Linked DNA regions of Canis lupus: region 1 is linked to region 2. The links are chromatin contacts, called in public Hi-C maps. All regions are on one chromosome and are shown on one strand. Each heading gives the region's core, a stretch centred on a gene start, on an enhancer-like site or on the middle of the called end of the contact. The rest is flanking DNA. Distances are from core to core; before and after follow the strand shown. Region 1 has its middle 10 kb from the start of ZFP36L1. Region 2 has its middle 150 kb from the start of ZFP36L1.

Region 1 (6,471 bases), core at 3,241-5,740, 150 kb after region 2:
TCTGACTGTGCGCCGAAGGGGCCAGGCCCCCTATTCGGCTCTGATGTGCGTTGGCCAGTGCGCAGGGACCATGCGTGGTGCGGGCAGACTCAGCTCCAGCCCCAAACCAGGGCAGAAACTGCAGGATAGAAGGAAAGAAGCAGAGGCAAGGACAACACAGAAACCCAAAGTATGTTGGCTTTTACCTGAGTCCAAACCAACTGCCTGGCGGCCCACAACGCCTCAGGGCACTCAAGGCTGGGCAGCAAAAGGACCAGGAACACAGGGAGAAAGAGGCCTGAGGAAACAGGCCTCTCGGAGCCGGTCACGGAAGCGGCCTGCGCCCTGCCCTCCTGCCTCCAGCTTGAGGCGGGAGCTGATGGGCAAGCGCCTCCTTCCTTTGCTTCAGGGACTGGCTGGAGCTCAAGGGCCTACAGTTTTTCTCCCTCTGACCCCTGCACTAGCAGGAAGACATGAGAGGTGAACCGGGAATGCTGGAGTGCGGGCAACATCTCTCAGCAAAGGGTGCACCCCAAGAAGGCACACCAGTTCGAGCAACCATCCAGTGCCTTCCAGAGAAGGCCCACCCAGGTCCCCCCTTCAGGTGGACAGGAAGGCCGCTTAGACAGGGATCACCCTGGCCCTTAGGGGGCTCCTGCAAGAGCCTGGATTTCTCCATCACCATTAGGCAGGATGACACCCCTCTGAGGGCTAAAATATTATTCCTTCCACCGCTGGCCAGGTGGCAGCACAGCCCCCCCACCCCCACCCCGGGGACTTGGTTTTCAAGGCGGCTGCTGCACTTGAGGGTGATCCCCAGGCACTCCCCACTATTATATTGTACCTCAGTTTCCCCATTTACAAAAGAGGCAGAAAACAAGCATACCCTCTGCTCACCACTCTGATCCCCTGGGCTGTGGAGAGGGTAACCAGACGGGATGGCAACATCCCAAGAAAGGACAGGCTGAGGGGGACACATATTCTCCTCCATGCCTGTGGGTCCCCAGGGGAGGATGAATATTAGAAACCCAGATCTGCTGAGTGACCCCAGTGCCATCTGACATCTGCCTCCCGATTGGAGTGTGGGGGATGAGCTTGTGTGGTGTGGGGTCAGACACACTAGGTACAACTATGTGATTGGGAATACAGACTTTGTCCTGAGCTTGACTTTCCCCATCTGTAAAATGGGTCTAGCAATAGTACTTGCTCATAGGTGCTATCAAATGAGACTGTGTGACGAAGGGCTGAATCCAGCACCACGCATGCATGGTAAGTCTCCACAAACACTGAGCCGTGTTAGTATGCTTATTAGGTAAATTTTGAAGAATCACCTACAACATATACACCACCCATGAATTTAAGGCAGGACAACCAGAAGGTGAGCCACAGCAGCCAAGCGCACCAGGTTGTGACACTAAACATCTGCAGAGAAGGGGCTCTGTCCCTCCAGAGGGCCACAAGCTACTCTCACACTCTCAATGCCACCTCTGTCCAGGGGCTTTCATTCCCAAAACTCCTTTCTCTCCACCTCATCTGATCCTCACCACAGCCCTATAAGGTGGGCAGGGTAGGGTGTGTTTCCTGTACCCATGCTTAGAGGAGGAAAATGAGGCTCAGAGAGGCAAAGTGATTTGCCCGAGGTCACACAGCTTGTAAGTGCCTGAGCAGGGTTACACATCCAGGCCTGTCTGACAGGGTGCCAAGAGTGAGGTGCCAAGCGTGCCTAGTTTAAGGAGGCACTCGCTTGCCCCACCCTGAGAGTGAACATCTTATCTTCTGCCCTACTGCCTGAGCCCACTAAGCAGCCTCGGGCCCTTCCCAGGGCACTGAGACTACTGTCTCCACACGCTGCCCTGGCAGATCAACCCTGCAAGAACCTGCCCCCAGACCTTCGGGTGGACAGATCTCCTGGCTGAACTAGGTGTCTCCCTCAGTCAGGATCCAAGAACATTTCCCAAAGCCTCAATACGAGAGCCACGTCCCAAAAGAATGGAATGGAACAGAGGTCAAAGGTGGTACCCTGACAGCCACGTGAGGCTTCCATGCACCCTTGAGGCTGAGGGCCAGGGCAGGCAGGCTGGGGCTGGGCCAGCCAGGCCCCTCGGAGGCCTCACAGCCCCCATCAGCCTTCAGGAGAGACGGGCCTGGACAGGCAGGCCACACGGGTGAATCCCGGGACAGGGATGCTGGCCTGCCCAGCCACGCCCTCCTCTCCGCAGCCCCTCAGAGCTCAGCCAGGCTCCAGCTTGGCCTCCCTCTACCCCACACAAAGTGTGGGAGGTAACAACTAGCCACAGGAAATTAATTTTGAATCCGCAAAGTAAAAAACTCTTTTCTAAATGCAGATGATTATATTTACTAATTAATTTTTTTTTAATTTACTAATTAGCTTGCTGGAGTCTGGATTACTCTGTATTGAGCTTTTCTAAGGAAGCAACACCTGTGCACTGAGGGGCATCTAGGGTAGTGAGCAGCTGTGTGGGCTTAAAAGCCGACGTGCTGGAATGCAAATCCCACTTTGCGTAGACAAGTTGCTCAGCTGCTCTGAACCCATTCCCTCCTTCTATAAAAAGGGAGCAGGACTGCTATCCCTCAGGTCGTGGCTACTACAAAAACCAGCCACAAGGTACTAAGTGCCTACCATGGGCCAAGTCTTCGTTTCATTTCATTTTTCCCTTTTTTTTTTTTTTTTTACGAATTTCACTTTTCCTGAATGTATATGAGCACTTAAAATAACACTATAGGAGCTTACATTTACGTGTAACTTACACTCAGTAAAGTACATACATCTCCAGCATGCAGCTCCATGAACTTCCGTGTGTACCCACTCTATCTTCTAATGGAACCTCTATCATCGTAGCTGTTTTGCCTGCTTATGAACCTCATATAAATGAACTTATACAACCTGCACTCTTTTTGACTGGCTTCTTTCTCTTAACCTTATGAGGTTTTAAAATTTTTTTTAACAGAGACACCTGGGTGGCTCAGCATTGAGCGTCTGCCTTTGGCTCAGGGTGTGATCTCGTGGTCCCGGGATCGAATGCGTGCATGGAGCCTGTTTCTCCTTCTGCCTCTGTCTGCGTCTCTCTCTGTGTGTCTCTCATGAATAAATAAATAAAATCTTTCTTAAAACATTTTTAACAAAAGATTTTATTTATTTATTTATTTATTTATTTTTGAGAGAGAGAGAGAGAGCAGTGAGGAGGAATAGAGGAAGAAGGAGAAGTAGAATAAGAAATGGGGCTTGATCCCACCACCTGGAGATCATGACCTGCACCGAAATTCAGAGTTGGTCACTTAACTGACTGCTACCCAGGTGCACCCCTCCCCTTTATGTTTTTGTGATTCATCCATGTTGCTGTGTTTACCTGTCACTTGTTTTTGTTTTTTTTTTTGTTTTTTTTTTTAATTTTTAAGGTATTTATTTATTTATTTATTTATGATAGTCACAGAGAGAGAGAGAGAGGCAGAGACACAGGCAGAGGGAGAAGCAGGCCCCATGCACCGGGAGCCCGATGTGGGACTCGATCCCGGGTCTCCAGGATCGCGCCCTGGGCCAAAGGCAGGCGCCAAACCACTGCGCCATCCAGGGATCCCTGTCACTTGTTTTTGTATATGGCTGCATAGTACTCCATTGTGTGACTGTGCCAAAGCTCACCCATAGATGCAGTTAGCATCATCTCCTTGTCCTCATCCCATCTTGCAAATGGGGAAGCTGGGGATCTAAGCTGCTCGCTAAGTTTTTAAAAAAGCCAGAGGTCGCAGAGTGAGGATGACCCTGAGCAGGGATTTGAACCCATGGCTCTCTGACTCCAAAACCAGCTCCTCACCTGGGGCAGCAGAGCCTCTCATCCCCCTGAGCACTGGGGTGGGCAGAAATGATGAACTCTGTCCCATCTGGTCATGACCTCCTTCTGCCTGGGGTACAACTGGGAGTCAGAGGGACAGCTACCCGACTGGCCCCAGATAGTGAGAAAATTGCCTCAGATTTGGCCATGGCCAATATTTATTTTCACTGTACCCCAAGCTGATGGCGTAGGTACAGTTGTCACTCCCAGCTCTGTACCTTGAGACCTGGTCTTCGCCAACATGTCGAAATAACTGCAAACATCCTAAACGTGGTGGGAACATCCTCATCCCCTGACCAGCAGCTGGCTCTCATGGGCAGGAGGGAACGTGGCCTGGCATGTGGACAGCTCTTGCCCTGGCTCCTCAGAGATTAGTTTCCCACAACAGTAACTCAGAGGTAACCCTTTGTGACTTCTGCAAAAGGAGTATAGGCCCTTAGACCAGAAGGTTTTCTGTAATCCAAGCTTTACCCACCAAAAGGTGGGTCACCACAGGAACTCCAAGAGCTAGCCTGACCTCAAAGAAAGGCCAAGGTTTTGTCCTGCTTCCCAATGCTCAAGGTACCTACTTGTGCCCAGCAGACCAGAAACCTGCCTGAGAAAGGCCATCCAAAAGGCAGCAGGGGGAGGTGAGGAGCCTGGGTAGTATCTCCCCTCCCCCTCTGAACTCAGGCACTGTTTCAGGCAGTCCAGCCAGACGTGATTAAATGGTTGGCTACGTGCAGGGGAGTGAGATCCCAGGGGAAGAAGGGCACAGGGCCAACTCTCCAGGTGGCCCTGGGGCACCCTTTGCTCTGTTGATCATTAACAGGAGCCACCCCATGGCAGGCAGGAAAGGGGAAAGTCCAAGGGGGTGGCCCGCCCCTCCTCCCAGGCACCATCCTCCAAACATGCCAACTCCAGGCCGCATGGGACATGAGATCATGATACTGGAGGGGTGTGTGCAGAGTCATCTAATCCAACTGGCTGCTTCTTGTGTCCCTACAAAGTCTCCACGGGCCAAGGGAGACAGGAACTGACACCGGTCGATTTGCAGTTACTATGTGCCAGGGACTGTGCCAAATGTACTCAGTATGCCAGCCTGTGATATGGTGGTGAAGTGCAATGAGGGAGCTGGCCTGCCTGGGTTCAAATCCCAACACTGCTAGCTGTGTGACAAATTAGTGAACTTCTCTGCACCCCAATTTCTCCATAAGGAAAATGAGAATGTCGAAGTGCCCCCTCCATGGGGTGATATGAGCATTTGATGAGTTAACACACACAAAGTTCTCAGACTACCTGCCACTTATGAAGAGTTGTCATTGCTAATGTTCACTTGATCCTCAGTCACCTCTTGAGATATAGATGAGAAATCCAAGGTTGTGTCACCTGCCCAAGGCACAGCTGACACAAAAGTAGCTGGGATCTGAACCCAGGTCAAAGGGTTCCATTTCCCTTCTTCTTCCTATCATGACTCTCTCTGTCCCTTTGACAACCAGGGCTTCACGATCCAGTGGACTGAGAAACCTTTCTCATGTCTGCTTCCTGGTCTCTCAAAGGCCCTCTTTTCACCAGAGTGCCAATAAGCTGCAGTATGCCCCTAACCTTCCTCCTGAAGATGAGGCTTCCCGGCCTGGGGAAGTAAGTCATTGCTCAGTGGCCAGAATAGCTTGCTTCTTTTTGCTGCTCCAAGAGAAAAAGACCTGTAGCCAAAGGGCCAGACCATGAGTTGCCAGGTCAACAGCCACGGAGGCCCTGCCCTTATGCAGGCCCCCAAACCAGAGATGCCCCAAGGCCAGGGACAGGAAGTGAGGAAGTAGTGGTTGTGCCCAAAGAACTTGCTGACAAAGTCAGACCTGGCCTTTCCTGTTCCATTTCTTTAGTGTAAGCCTTACCTCCAGCTATCTGCATGGCTCCTGTCCTCCCCATTTTAGAGGCACCCAGGCATGGAGGTCTCCTGCCAGCTCTGGGCTCATACCTTCCTGGACTTCTGCCATCCTAGAGCACAGGCTCATTGCCAAGGTCCTTCCATCTTCTAACATCCTAGAAGGAAAGGCCCAAAAGTTTCCTGCTAGGTCCTTTTCCACAGAGCTTTGGATCTATCTCCTCCCATACCCGGAAGACCTAGATGGCAAAAAATCCAACTTTGTGGTGATAACCATGCATGGGCCTGAGCAGCTGAATTCGCAGCCCATGTAGACACTTAGGTGGGGTAAAGCATCAAAGTTTGGGGACAGGGAACTTCCCAAGGCCATAGGGAGCCTCCCCTTGCCTGTACAGGCAACCCCTACCCTCCAGGAGACCATGCTTCTACCTTTGGTATCACTCAAGGGATCGACTCCAACTGAAGCAATTCTGGGCAGGCCAGTGGGTATCCTTAGCCCCTGTGAACCCAACCCTTGTTACCATGAGCTACAGAACTAGAAAGATGTCTGCCGTATGTTCATCTATGCCTGCACGGAATGAGCTCAAGGTAACCATTAAATGTCTTTGCCTTTAGTCAGTGAGGAAGATCACATGCCCCAACCACCACCATCACCACCCAACACACACACACACACACACACACACACACACACACACACACACACACACCTCATTCCCTCCTTCAGGGATGAGTAGCTTAGGTTCACTCCAGTCCCAAGAAGGGCTGCTTTTCCCTTAC
Region 2 (6,268 bases), core at 2,141-4,640:
TTCCTGGCCAGGGCTATTTGGACAACAGTGGGCTTGGGTCTCCCCACCCCCCCAAGCAAAGTGTGACCACCCAGGCTCACTGGCTTGGCAACCAGACACCACGGCCCATGCTGGTTACCTTGGGGCTGTCCAAGATCCGAGCAGGAGTCTCTCTCCTAAATGCTTGTCACTGACCAAGGCTGATGGGGTCTGATGGGAATAATTGTGTGCTGGGCTCCTGGCTGCATCAAGAACTTGGGGCCTGCGGTCCAGCCTCTCGGGTTTGACTCCTGGCTCCAGCTCTTAATAGCTGTGCAACCTTGGGCAAGTGACTCAGCCTCTCTGAGCCTCCGTTTCCTTCTTGGCAGAATGACACCCGCCTTGTAGAGCCATTGTGATTTTAACAAGGTAATCGAGATAGGCAGTGGCATAAAATGAGCCCTCAGTAAATATTGGTTATTTTTTTGTATTATTCTTATTGATCCACTGGTGACTCTATCACACCATCCTGTAGCCACCCTCTCTGCTTTGAGCACCCACTTTTGCACCTAATCCGATACCTTTGACAGTCTCCAGTTGTGGGTCTGAGAACAGCTGTGCAAGACAGGCAGTGCCAGAGGAATGAAGGATGAAGTGCCTTGTGACATAGGGGAGGAGAGAACGTGCTCAAAAGCCCGTAGCCTCCACCTCCCCCTCCCCTCAGCCCCAGATCCCTTTCTCTGGGGCTCATATTACCTGCCCTCCCCCACAGCTGGTGATTCTCTGCCCCACCATGTGGCCCCGGGCAACCCCAAGGCCTGCCCAGAGAGACCCTCTCCCCCTCTGTACCCACCCTGACGTCTGCCAATGGCCGGTGGGAGCGGCTGGGGGCTAGGGGGACAGAAGTAGAATCTCTGGAAATTCTGCTAGACAAGGCGGTGAGAGATCCAGATCCCAAAAGCCAACACCTGCAGGCCCGAGTTCTAAATGTGGTTTAGAAAGGCTGTGTTGTAAAGGGGTGGGACAGAGCGCAGAGGGGCAGAGCACCCAGGAAAGGCAAGAAAGGGTCCTGAGTTCCAGTCCTACTCCTCCAGACAGTCCACATCCCTGTTTGGAGCTTTGGGACTTCTTCCTTCTCAAAAAACAGCACCGAGGAGATGACCACCCCCACCTTGGATTCATTAATCCTTTCAAGAATAAGGTCTTGGGAGCCTCCTGACAGGGCCATATGGTTTCCTTATCTTCCTAATCTCCCAGCACTCACCTTCCATTTGGAATGTTTATCCCAAGATAACGATCAGATTCCACTTAGGGTGATTGAATGGGGGCCTCCTCCAAGTGAGTATTTTCCCCCCACTCCCCTTTGCAAATGAACGGAGAACCCAAACCAATAATAAATGAGCCAGACCAGGTTCTGAGAATGGATAGGGCCCCTCCCACACTCTCAGCCCCCTCCCTGCAACCCCAACCTCCTCTCCCCACAAATATCCCTCTCTTCCACCTGGGCAGCTCCACTGTTAGGTGCTTTGCAGAGTGGAGTTCTGTGTACGATTGCTGTTGAACAAAGCATAACTGCCATAAACAGTGTTCTTAAAAGCAAAGATCTGATACAAGAGCAGAGCTTTTCGATACAAAAGTAATGCAGGCCACAAAGACAAGTCCATCTGCAATTTTATATTTTGTAATAGCCACATTGAAAAGATAAAAATGGGGGTGCCTAGCTGCTCAATCAGCGGAGCATATGACTCTTGATCTTGGGGTTGTAAGTTTGAGTCCCACGTCAGGTCTAGAGATGACTTAAAAATAAAATCCTTAAAAAAAAAAAAGGTAAAAATGAACAGGTGAAATTAATTTTAACACTACATTTCATTCATAAGTGTTATTAATTAGACAATATTTATCTACTATAATGATATTTTTTATTTAGCCTCAAAATATCATTTCAACATGTAATCAACATAAAAATTATTTGTGAGGTATTTTGTGTTTGCTGTTTTGTACTTAATCTTCAAAATCTGGTAGGTGTTTTACAGCTTGCAACATGCATCCATTCAGACTAGCCACATCCCAGTTGTGCATAGCCTGCTGAGGCTGGTGGCTGAGGTATTACTTGGGGAGGATCCAGCTAGATCATGCTAGGATCCAGCTAGATCATGCTATGGAACCTGGGGCCGGGATGAATGTTATGGGCAGCATGACTACCACTAGCGAGTTGGCTGCCCTAGAGCCTCCATGAAAAGATGAGCAATCCATAACTTTGTTCCCAGTCTAAACAGAGAGCCAGATTTCATCTCCTACCACCCCCCCCCCCAGCCCCAGCCTTTCCACTCCCAGGAAGGAAAACACATAGATGACAATTTTGTTAAAAACTTCTAGCAGGGATGCCTGGGTAGCTTAGTGGTTGAGCGTCTGCCTTTGGCTCAGGGAGGGATCCCAGGGTCCTGGGATGGAGTCCCACATCCGGCTCCCCATGGGGACCCTGCTTCTCCCTCTGTCTGTCTCTGCCCACCCCCTCTGTGTCTCTCATGAATAAATAATAAAATCTTTTTTAAAAAATAAAAAATAAAAATTTAAAAACTGCTAGCAATTGTGTTAGTCATTTCACTTGCTAATAAAATTGTTCCTTGAAGCTTTTCCCATAGGCTGTTTAAAGCTGAAGGTGGTACCCGATGAGCATCGAGCAGCCGTGTTGTGGGCTCTCTGAAGAGGGGAAGGCCTGGCTGCAGTAGACAGAGCCAGATTCGGGCCATCGATGCCAGTGATGCTCCCTGATTCCAGGAAAGGGGAGGAACCGCTGGGACCGTGATGGGACACTCGGACAGATCTCCCGCTAGTCATTCAGACACCAGATTTACATGACTGTGCGTTCTGGACGGGGCAATGGAAGAGGACTGGGTCTGTGTTAGTGATTTGTGTGTGTGCGCTTGGTTCCTTCTCCCCGTGGTGAGTCTTCCGTGAGTCAGTGATGCGGCAGGTCTCCTGCTGCAGAAGTTATGCCCGGTGCCTCCCCTACTCTCAAGATCAAGATAAACACGTTCCAAACAAAGAGAAGGAAGGGAGGGGAGGCGTCTGGCCAAGCAGGAGGATGTTAGGCCAGTCCTCAGCCCCAAATGGAAGAAAGGTGGGGAGCAGGATCCAGGTTTCCTGGGGGAGGTCTTCCCAACCACCCTGGGCCAAAACAGCTCGCTGGCCCTCTCTGCTCTTGTTTCCTTCCTAGTGCTTACAGTTCCTGACAGGCCATTCGATTTTTCTCTGCCGACTGCTGTCCTCAGTTTTGCTTCTTGCTTCACTCCAGTGCCTAGAAGAGTGCCTGTCACTCTTAATAAACATTTGCTGACTGAATACAGTGCTGGAGCTTGTGCCAGGAACACGGCACAGGGCTCCAAAGAGCCATGAGCTCAGGAATGGCAAGAAGATGAAAAGGAGCCTGTAGGAAAGGCAGAGAGAGGCATGGGAGTGCAGGCGCGCCCAGAGGGGTGGGGTGCAGGGCGAAGCAGAGAGAGGAGGTGGTCTGTGTGTGCGATTCGCCCAGTAATGGGAGACAGAGAAAACTTTGGAAAAGTGGAGGAATGTGATTGCAGCACAAAGGCAGGGAGATTATTTTGTCAGCAACATTTGGATCCCATTGGTGATGAGAGACATGTGGGCCCGGCAAGGAGACAATTGTGGTAGTCAAGACAGGATGTGAATAAGACATAAAGAAGTGTTTCATCAGTGGGGATGGAAAAGGACCAGGGCTGCGGTAGCCAAGTCAAGGAGTAGGAAGGGTCGGCCCCAGCATTCCCATGCGCGGCCTCACATGCACCGCCGGTATGCTCCCCACACGTGTGCACACTCACACGCATGCACACACACACAGGCCACCCCCGGGGAGTGTTCGTTCCGAGGCCCCCCTCCCATATTCTGACTAACTGCAAACCCCACTTTCTGCTTCAGTCTCTGGTCTTCTGTTTGCTTCTTCCCATGGCCGCCAAGGCAGCGGCCCCGTGGGCAAGGAGGGACGGAGGAGCTCTGGATGAGGCAGGATTTTCTCCATTCATGAGGTTTGCTTGTGGCTACCTGAGGAGGGAAGAGGGCTTGAAGAGGGTCACAAGATCCCCAGGACCGAGAGGAAAGAAAGACCCCAGCAAAAGAAGACCCAGAAGAGGAGAGAAATCCTCCTCTGAGCGTGGCCAGGGATGGCAAGGGCTCACTGACGTCTCCCACACGTTCACACATGTGTGGGCCACGTGAAAGGTCTGGGATTGACATGGGGACCCAGAGGAGGTGACCAGCTTCTCGTTAGGAGAGGGTGGGGACGTGCTCAGGGATCCAGCTGAAATAAGACTTTATTTTTAAAGAGCCTTAGATTGATGTCTCTGCTAGCCTAAATATAACTGAACAGACAACTCCTTCCCTGGGCTGGGCCTCCAGGCGAGCTCCAAGACCCTGTGTTTGAAAAAAAAAAAAAGAGAAGAAAGAAAGAAAGAAAGAAAGAAAGAAAGAAAGAAAGAAAGAAAGAAAGAAAGAAAGAAAGAAAGAAAGAGAGAGGAGAGAGAGGAATCCACAGATGCAAAAGGTCACACAGCTAGCCCCATGAGTGTGTTGGGAGGAGGGAGATGGATGAGCTGGCCATGGACACTCTGCAATCCCCTGGCCTCACTCTCAAGGAAGAACTATGGAGGCTTGTTGGAGGAGAGGGAGGGGGTCCCGGTGGTAATAATGGGGGACCCAGGGAGCTGACAGTCCAGCGGGAAGGGGCACACACACCTCTAGGGCAGCACAGTGACAGAGGGCCCTGGGTGACACACAGGTGGAGGATGGTGGGTGTTCCTCGGTCTGTATGGATGGACAACCCAAAAAGTTCATCTTGGAGAAGGAAGGATTCGCGATGAGGGATCTTGACAAAGATGGAGAGAAAACATGAGCGTGGGCAGGATACATTTGGGCAGCTCTGGGCATTCTGATTTCACATGAATGTAAGGATGTGAGAGGGAGCAGGTGGCTTGAGGTCTCCAGGCCACTTCCAGAAGCTTGTCCTTGTGTCTGTGGGTGAGGGGCCGTCACTGAACATTCGAGGGCAAGGTAGGGACACACCCCAGATGGATTGAAGGAAGATTAGATTAGCAATGGGGTATAGGGCAGAGTGGAATGAGGAGGCTCCCGGGGTGGGGAGAGCCCAGGAACACGAAGTTCAGTTAGGGATCTTAGTAGAGCCTTGCTAGCTACTGCAACACACTCCCCAACCTGAGATACATACTAGAAGTTTTTTTCTTGCTCACATAAGCCCGACTTGTGGAGCTCTGCTCCTACAGTATTTCAAGGATCCTGACTGAGGGAGGCTCACCCTTCAATAATAGATGGGTATCCATCTGGCTAGGAGAAGGTAGAGGATCTCTTAGGTGGTTTTTGTGAGCCAGACATTCCATTGGCCAGACCTCAGCCACTTGGCCCCACCCACATGCAGGGGACCCAGCCCTCTGGTAGCTCCTCTGCTGGCCGTCTGTCTCTGGGGGGCATGACAATCTGGTGGTCATCTCTGCCCCAAAACATGGACAGGGACCAAAATCCGATGGAGTGTGTTGGCAACAGAAGTGCAAATGGGGAGCAGGGAGAGTGTCCATCCACATTCAGGAGGGAGGAAGAGGAGGAGCCAAGGAAGGAAAGCAAAAAGAGGCAGCTTGGAAAAGAGAAAGAATCCATCAGTACTACAAAGACTACAAGGAAGGGGGACTGAGAAGGAGCCCTTCAGTTTAAGTCCCACAAGGCCTAAGGAGAAGTGGGGCTGAGCCAGCTTTCAGGGCTTTGGGAAGCAGCCAGCAATGATTCCCTAGCACCTTCCATAAGCACATCCCATGACTGCCTGGTAACCTCTCTGTGGTGCGGCGGCGGGAATATGGGTTTGGAGTCAGAAGATCTGGGTTCAAATCCAGAAAAGCCACCTTAACCTTGAGCAAATGTAACCTCTCTGAGCTTCAGTTTCCCATCTGTGAAATGGGCATACCGGGACCTACTTGCCAGCTGTGTTATAAGAGTGAGCAGTAATCTACTTGGTGTCGATACTCGGTAATTTGTGCAGCAAACATTTATTGCTCATTTACTGAGGGTCAGGCACCTCCTGGGGGTGTTGGATAGTCAAAGGAACCAGACAAAATGACTGCTCCCAAGAAGGGAAGCTTAAACTGTAGATAGGACACACCAGCAGATCCTCCTACGGTGTGGTAAGTGCAGAGACCGAGGCATTCCTAGGAGCAAAGGAGCAGTGGGGAACACCACCCCCACGTGTGTGTGTGTGTGTGTGTGTGTGTGTGTGTGTGTGTCTCGGAGCAGG

Evidence for each region. Hi-C and Micro-C count contacts between places; a contact is called where the count stands out from the background.
Region 1: a Hi-C map of skin fibroblasts shows a contact between it and region 2, with 2.3 times the contacts expected there. The contact joins two enhancer-like sites. A contact is called at or near these places in 2 of 9 Hi-C or Micro-C datasets (amygdala and skin fibroblasts).

What each region holds. Positions count from the first base shown.
Region 1 is chr8:42,934,116-42,940,586 of UU_Cfam_GSD_1.0, forward strand. No RefSeq gene overlaps it. Among named protein-coding and RNA genes, the nearest start is that of ZFP36L1, 10 kb to the right of the region's middle. Within about 2 kb of position 4,491, at least 4 of the 20 cell types and tissues checked have an H3K27ac peak or open chromatin away from gene starts, as enhancers often do.
Region 2 is chr8:42,790,106-42,796,373 of UU_Cfam_GSD_1.0, forward strand. No RefSeq gene overlaps it. Among named protein-coding and RNA genes, the nearest start is that of ZFP36L1, 150 kb to the right of the region's middle. Within about 2 kb of position 3,391, at least 2 of the 20 cell types and tissues checked have an H3K27ac peak or open chromatin away from gene starts, as enhancers often do.